Linked DNA regions of Mus musculus: region 1 is linked to region 2. The links are chromatin contacts, called in public Hi-C maps. All regions are on one chromosome and are shown on one strand. The core of a region is the stretch at or near the end of the contact, and the rest is flanking DNA. Distances in the headings are between cores, read along the strand shown.

Region 1 (3,518 bases), core at 792-3,291, 420 kb after region 2:
TATGGGCACAGCGACCAGCTGGGTGATGCTGTCGGAGCGTGGTACGGGGACTGCAAATGGCTGCTGATGGCCACTGTCACAGCAGAAGGATGGAAGGCTGCTCTATGTCAGATGCTGCCCTGGGTGTGCTTTTTTTCTCCTACCCCCCTCCTCACAGCTATGCAGGGATGAAGTCACCATAGCTCCACCATCAGGTGACAAAGAAGGGCTTAGAAAGGAGTCTCTCCAGGCATCCAGCTAGACCATGAGCAAGTCAGGCTGCGAGCCTAGTTCCTCTAAGGCTGTCATGGAGCTCCCCAGGTACTGCTTGTGTGTGTTGTCAGTCCCTCCTGAAGAGCCCGAGGGTTGTGTCAGACCAGGACTCTACTCACAACCTGTTTTCCTCTCCAAGTAAAGACGACTCTTCAGGATGGAAGAAGAGATGTGGGGGTGGGGCAGGCCAGGGGGAAGAGGGAAGTTTCAAAGTCACAGTTACAGGAGAAGCCCCAGCACACACAAATCAACTCAGCAGAACCCGTAAGTCAAACTAACCGCCCAAGCCATCTTTCCTTCCTGGGGTCAGAGTCCAGCTAGAGGCCCTATGCAGATATTCTACAGGTTACACCAGGTCCGGGCATCTTGTTTTTGAAAAACCCAAACACAGGCTGAAGAGATGGTGTGGCAGCTAACGCATACTTGATATGCAAGTGTAAGGATCGGAGTTCGGATCTCTAACATCCACATAACAGCTGGATGTGACGTGCCTGTAACTCCAGCTCTAAAGGGCTAGAGACAGGTGCATCCTTGAGCTTACATGGTCAGCATGGTGGAAATGGTGAGCTCAAGGTTCGCTGAGAGACCTGTCTCAGACAATAGGATAGAGAGCAATAGAGGGCACGCATATCAATCTCTGATTTCTACATGTGCACACACAGGTGAATAGACAGACAACACATGTGCACCCCAGGGAAATAGAAATAAAGACTCAAACACTAAGCACTCAGTTCGTCTGGAGAAACACTGAATGCATAAGACATAAACGAATTGCAGAGTGAAGAGACACAGCTGAAAATCAGCACACAGGTTGATCTGCATATCTGCAAAGTGTGCAAGAGGTCCCAGAAATACCAGGCTGGATCTTTTTGGATAAAAACTCATGGGTCCCTTCCAAAGGAGTCAGCAGCCTTCCCTTTCATCTTCACAGGGTACCCAAACAAGAGTCTGGACTCCCTGTCTAGTGAGAGGTGTGGCCCACATCTGCCCAAGCTGTATGGAACAAGAAGTGGGGAGGGACTCTGCTCTTAGATCCCTAAGCCTGCCCCAAGCTCTGAGTTGCCTTTGAGGTGCTGTGGGCCATGGGTGACATCATAGGGACAGAGACACAGCCTAGGCCGGGCATACTGCCCGTCTACTCAATTACCACTAGTTACCACAGTGGACTCAGCACACCTGTCTTCATATGTGTGGTCGGATGCAGCCTCAGCATGCCCAGGTGACATACTTCTCAACTCTACAACAGGGAGGGCGGTGCCTTGGGGACTTCCTCAGTGTCCCTCACTTCAGACTCATCAGCCACAGAAAGCTGGATCTTCTGTTCAGCTCTGAGCTGGAATCCACGGCCACTGCTGCTCATACGACTGGCAGGGATTAGGGCTGGATATTCTGGAGTCTGAGTGCCCAGACCCCTTCTTTGAGCCGTCTACAAGCTCTGGCTCTCAGCTCTTTCATCTCCGAAGCTAGGATGAAGGATAAGGACACCTGAGACTCTGGAAGCAGGCAGATGCAGAGAGCAGGAAGGCTGGCACAACCGAGAGAGCACTGTCACCGAGGGGAGAGAAACAGTCGCCATCCTGAGCTGAGTCCTATCAGCCAGCACACTGTCTTCACTACCCTCCTTTGGAAACCAGTAATCAGATTAGGGGGAGCCTGCTGCCTGCCGCCTTCTTCCCACTGCTCTCAACCTGTGGGGAGGACATTTGGAGTGGGTTCACTCCTCTCAGTAATAGAGTTATTTGGGGCCTAGCTGGGCTGGAGAACATTATTACCACGTGTCACTGTCCAACTGGTACAGCAGGTGTCTGCTGATGCATCTGTGGAAAACACCCAAGGCACAATCTCTGCATCAGGATACACGCATGGGCAAGGACACCAAGGAAATTGAATCTTACTGCAAATTAATGGCGTTAATGCCCATTATTAGGCCTCGAAAACAGTCTATTTTCTGAAAGATAAGCTTAGCCCTGTTTGAACAGGAACTTGAGCACTCTGCTAATGCTAATGCCAACCGGCTTGTCTCTGCTAATCAGATTCTGAAGTTCTGAGCCTATCGATCGCCGACGTTTTCCACAAAATGATTGGAGGCCATGAAGGTGTTTTGCTTCCCAGCAAGGCGGACCATGGTGAGGGCATGTGAGCCTGTGGCCCCACTGTGTCTTTGCTTATGCCATGTTTTATCAGTCACCCATGGGTGCCACCCTAGGCTGGGTGCACAAAGAATCCTGAATAGAGGCCCCGGTTTCTCTGGGCTGTACTGGCTTTTGGAAGAGAGCTGTCGCTTAGAGATGCCTGCAAGGTGAGTGTATGGGATTGCTCTAAATACCACTGTCCTTGTTCTCAGAAGCAGCAACTGCTCTCCTCTCCTCCTCTTCCCCTTCTCCAAAGCACACCAAGCCAGGAGGCTTCAGAAGCCTCAGGGTTCATGTGACTTCCAGTTTAAGGGGCTAGTGCATGGCTCAATCAGGGCATCTTGGATCCTGGAAGAAAGCCCCGCCTATGCTGTGAATCACCTGTTGCCAGCCCACTGCACCTCCCTAAGATGCAAGGAGCTCCTCTGTAAACCCAAGGTAGGATATCACTCAGAGTACAGAGTCAAGAACTAGCATTGTTCTTGACTTTTAAGTGCCGAGAAGTTTGATGCCATAGCCAGCATGGTCCTTTCAATGCCCTAGAAGGAAAGGAGGTATTTGCAGGGACAGTGGCAGGTTCAGAAGTTCACTTTGCCCAGCAGACTCATTTCTATTCCACCTGAGACTCAGAGAAACGAGCACCAGGCCCCATTCTCGCCCGGGCTATGGTGGGGTTAAGAGAAGGCCTCAAGTGTCTGGATCAGTGCTGATCATATCTCCCTTGGTGAGGTCTGCAGACTGTTCTGACCTGATTTACCCAGCTATCACCTTGCAAGTGGGGGGGGGGGCAGTGTTGAGAAGCCACTCCTGGCCTGCAGGCAGCCTCGTGCTCATCATAGATATAGAGACCTCCAAATAGTACCCATGAGGTGGCCAGATGGTGTCCTGGGACCCTCTAGCCTCTGCAGCCTGGCCTTCCATGCTCCAAACACAGCCTTTCCCAGGAGCCCCAGGTGGCTTAATTGCTAGGCAATGTAGCTGATTGGATCTGTAATCAAAGCAGGCCAGGGAGAGCTGCTAGGGGCAGCAGGAGTTGATTCATCAGGAAGTGGGTATTCTGATGAGCACTTAAGCCCAACACTCTGCATCAGAAGGCACCCAGTGATCTGAAAAGCCACCCACAAGCCAACCTGG
Region 2 (3,477 bases), core at 237-2,736:
GCAGGCACAACCCCCCCTAATACCCTGGATACTTCATCTCCAGTGACTGCTAAAACTTCCCTAACTATTAATCTTCAGGAGCTCTGTCACCAGTTCAGGCCTGAGCACAAACAACTGCCCCTCAAAATAGGCCTTCTGAAGCTATGCCTCACCTTGATTTCATATTGCACAGCCGGGAATAAGCTTGAGCCTTTGCATTTTAATACAGAGAAAGATAAACCTTAAACTGTGTAGAGATCTTTATAAAAGAAATCTTCATTTTTGTGTCAGCATAAGACAGGACAGTCCTAATTCAATGTCATCTTTATAAATTGGTACTGTCGGTGATGTGCGCATCCTCTTTAGGTATGAGTGCCTGCCACTTTGCACTCTGCCCATGGGTTTGTCTTACAATTGCCTGTCTCCACCATCATGCCTCCTATTCTAATTTTAAATAGCTGCTTAATTGTCCATCTGGCTGGTAGGTCTACTAACCACTACCCTACTTTCATCTCTTGTGTTCTTTGAAAACTCCTTAATAATTTCTGCCTGTGGTTTTATTACTTCTAGATGCTTGTGTGCATTATTTGCTTAAAATAACTTGGCATTGTACAGTACCATCAGACTGTCGCCCTCAGTATCCTTTCCTAGCTATCCTTTTGAGGTAAACGGGACCTCAACAGTTTCCTGTTTTCCCCTGAGGACTCTGCTTATGTGATTCAGTCCTTGATGTGCCCTGTGGATTGGGTGTGGTTATTGGAACTATTAACTCCGTGGCTCTCCACAGAGCAAGCCTGGAATAGTAATGAGAACGCTGCATGACTAGTTTAGAGGAATACAAAATAGCTCAAACGAGAAAAAATGTTTAATGTTCTCTCCACAAAGAAATGATAACTGCTAGAGGCGGATATGCTAATTACCCTGATTTATTAGACTCTGCCCACATGTATAAAACATCACACAATACCCCATAATATGCACAATTACTGTGCATCAACTCAAAGGTCTTAAAATTTTAAACGTTCAATGTCAGTGCAGCAACTGAAATCATTATTTTCTTGCTTTGCTGTTTCCCCGCTCTGGGTCTTTTGAGCTAGGGAATAAAGCAGAGATGGTAGAGATCTGTGAGCTTCCACTTTTAGCAGCTAGCTAACACCTATGAAAAGAACAATAACCACAATCTTTTTTTTCAGTTCTAGGAAATTCATGTAGCAGAGAACGGTTGCTTAAAATGCAGATGTATCAGACAATTCTAGAGGTACTTCAGCCATTCACCTACTTTAACAGGGAACTGAGAAAAGGCAAGGAACTGCAGCTAATCGCCCAAGTCAGCAACACTGCTCTATCCTGCTCTGTGTTTTCTGTGCCCTTGCTCTTTTCTCCCAGAGCTCCCCTACTAAGAAGCAAAATAGCCCAGAGAGCCTTAGAAAGCTGGCCTGCATCCCCTCTATGCAGGAGCCGCCAATGCACAGGCTCTCGGCCACCAGAGGGCACTGTGTGGCCAGAAAGAGATGGCTGCTTGGTTCTGCAGCTGCCTCCAAGCCCGGCTCTGAAAAAGCCTCTTCGGATTCATGGAAACAGAACTTGGTGGAAACAGCGCAATTTAGAAAAACAAAACCAGCCCACGTCTCTTCCCACTCACAGGTTTTATAGTCCATCAGAACCCGCCCTCCGCTGTGCTCTTCAGCAGAGTGACTCAGCCACCCATCAAACAGATGACCCCAGCGTCCACCTGAGATTTTTTTTATAACCAAGCTTTAAACATCCTTCTGAGGTTGAACAGTGAAATCACTAGAGCAACGTCAGCCAGAGCCACCATGACAGTGGGCTTGCTGCGTGCTCTGCCTTGGGCTTTCCATCTTTTCTACATTCACACTGGTGCCAATCATACTTCTGTCTTGTGGCCTTCCAAATAAGGAAGCTTTGAACCTGAATGAGAAGCCAGCACTGTTGTCAAGACTGATCTTGCTGCAGAACCTAGACACCTGCTGCTTGCTGAGTCTACAGTCAGTCCATGGAAATTACAAGTCTGGCTGATATACTCATGATATGCTTCAGATATTCACCTCCTGTATCCTGCAAGTCTCTGAATATGCAAGTCTCACACCAGGGTCAGGCTGGAATTACTGAGGATAGAAAGTAACTCTAACTGGTGTCCAATGAGAAAAAGGAAATTGGTCAAAACTCATAGGCTGACTGAAAATGTCATGCTTAAAATAATAATAATAATAATAATAATAATAATAAAGCGTGAAAAGGCAGACCCTTCTCACCAGCTCGATCTAGACCTACGATCTCTTCTCTACTGGTTCCCCAGCTTAGATTGCAGGGGACTTTGGAGAAGTGTGATCTTGTCTGCATCAAAATGTTGAGTCAGATTTCCCCTGGGATTCCTGTGACTGTGAATGCTAAACACAGAGGGGCTAGCTTCTTGGGGACCCTGAGCACATATTTCTGGAGAGAAAATGAAGACCCTAGCAGGAGACTCTATACTGCACTTTGTCTCTGGAGTGAGCTGGAAGACCGAATCCTCACCCTGCTGTCTCACCTTGAGATTGGACTTGTTGCTCCCTTTCTCTAAATCTTAGGTTCATTTTCACTTGGAAAGCAATAACGCGACTCAGTGGGCTTTCTGGCTCACTCTTACTTTAACAGCAATCACCTGCTTTGCTGTGTAGGCTGTGCTGAGGCACATCCACAAATCTCTACTCTCTCTTTTTATAATATTTTTATAGATTATTGAGAATTTCTCATCATGCATCCCATCATATCCATATCCCAGTCTGTTGCCCCTCTACCCCTGTGACACCCTCCACCCCCAAGAAAGAAGGAAAAAAGAAATCCAATTTATATTGTCAGATACTCACGGGGCCTGATCAAACTCCCAGTGGCCAGAGTCTTAAAGAAAACCATTTCCTTCCCCACACACCCCATACCAGAGTCATTAATTGTGAAGAGCCTCACTTTAGCATCTTAATCACAAAAAGTTCTTTTTGATTGCTTTCTGTTTAGGCTGTTACCTTTGAGAGTGTATGGAGTTGTCATATAGGCCTTCTTTTACCTGAGTCTACAGTCATCAGTACCATGGTAAAAGTAACTTCCTTGCCCTTTACCATAAATGGAAACACAGATCGAAGACTTGCACATGGTCTCCAGTATCAGCACATACCACGGACCTTAGCATAGTCTCCGGTGACAGTACAGACCACAGAAAGCAACACGGCTCTCTGCCAACTTTCTAATCTGCAATATCCTGGTCCTTGAAAGGCAGTCACATGAATGCCTTCAGAGCATTGGTGGAGGAATTAGAGATCATGCATCTTCATACCTTGTGTTGGTTTAACATAGGACAATAACATCCATAATTAGCAAAATACAGGTTGTTAACAGAAAACCAAAATCGTAACAATTCCTTTAGGTGTCAGATGTCATCCTGGTGAATTTCTCCAGTGCATAGCAACAGGGCTGGAGTGACGTCCAGCAAAGGAGCTCATTACA

The links. Hi-C and Micro-C count contacts between places; a contact is called where the count stands out from the background.
Region 1: a Hi-C map of the N1E-115 cell line shows a contact between it and region 2, with 1.9 times the contacts expected there. The contact joins two enhancer-like sites. A contact is called at or near these places in 2 of 484 Hi-C or Micro-C datasets (B cells and the N1E-115 cell line).

Annotation. Positions count from the first base shown.
Region 1 is chr15:72,626,335-72,629,852 of GRCm38.p6, forward strand. All of the region lies in intron 20 of Trappc9 (trafficking protein particle complex 9), which reads right to left. Among named protein-coding and RNA genes, the nearest start is that of Kcnk9, 80 kb to the left of the region's middle. Within about 2 kb of position 2,042, at least 9 of the 459 cell types and tissues checked have an H3K27ac peak or open chromatin away from gene starts, as enhancers often do. A contact at or near this core is called in the N1E-115 cell line, where this site is marked.
Region 2 is chr15:72,204,680-72,208,156 of GRCm38.p6, forward strand. No RefSeq gene overlaps it. Among named protein-coding and RNA genes, the nearest start is that of Gm23217, 49 kb to the right of the region's middle. Within about 2 kb of position 1,487, at least 21 of the 459 cell types and tissues checked have an H3K27ac peak or open chromatin away from gene starts, as enhancers often do. A contact at or near this core is called in the N1E-115 cell line, where this site is marked.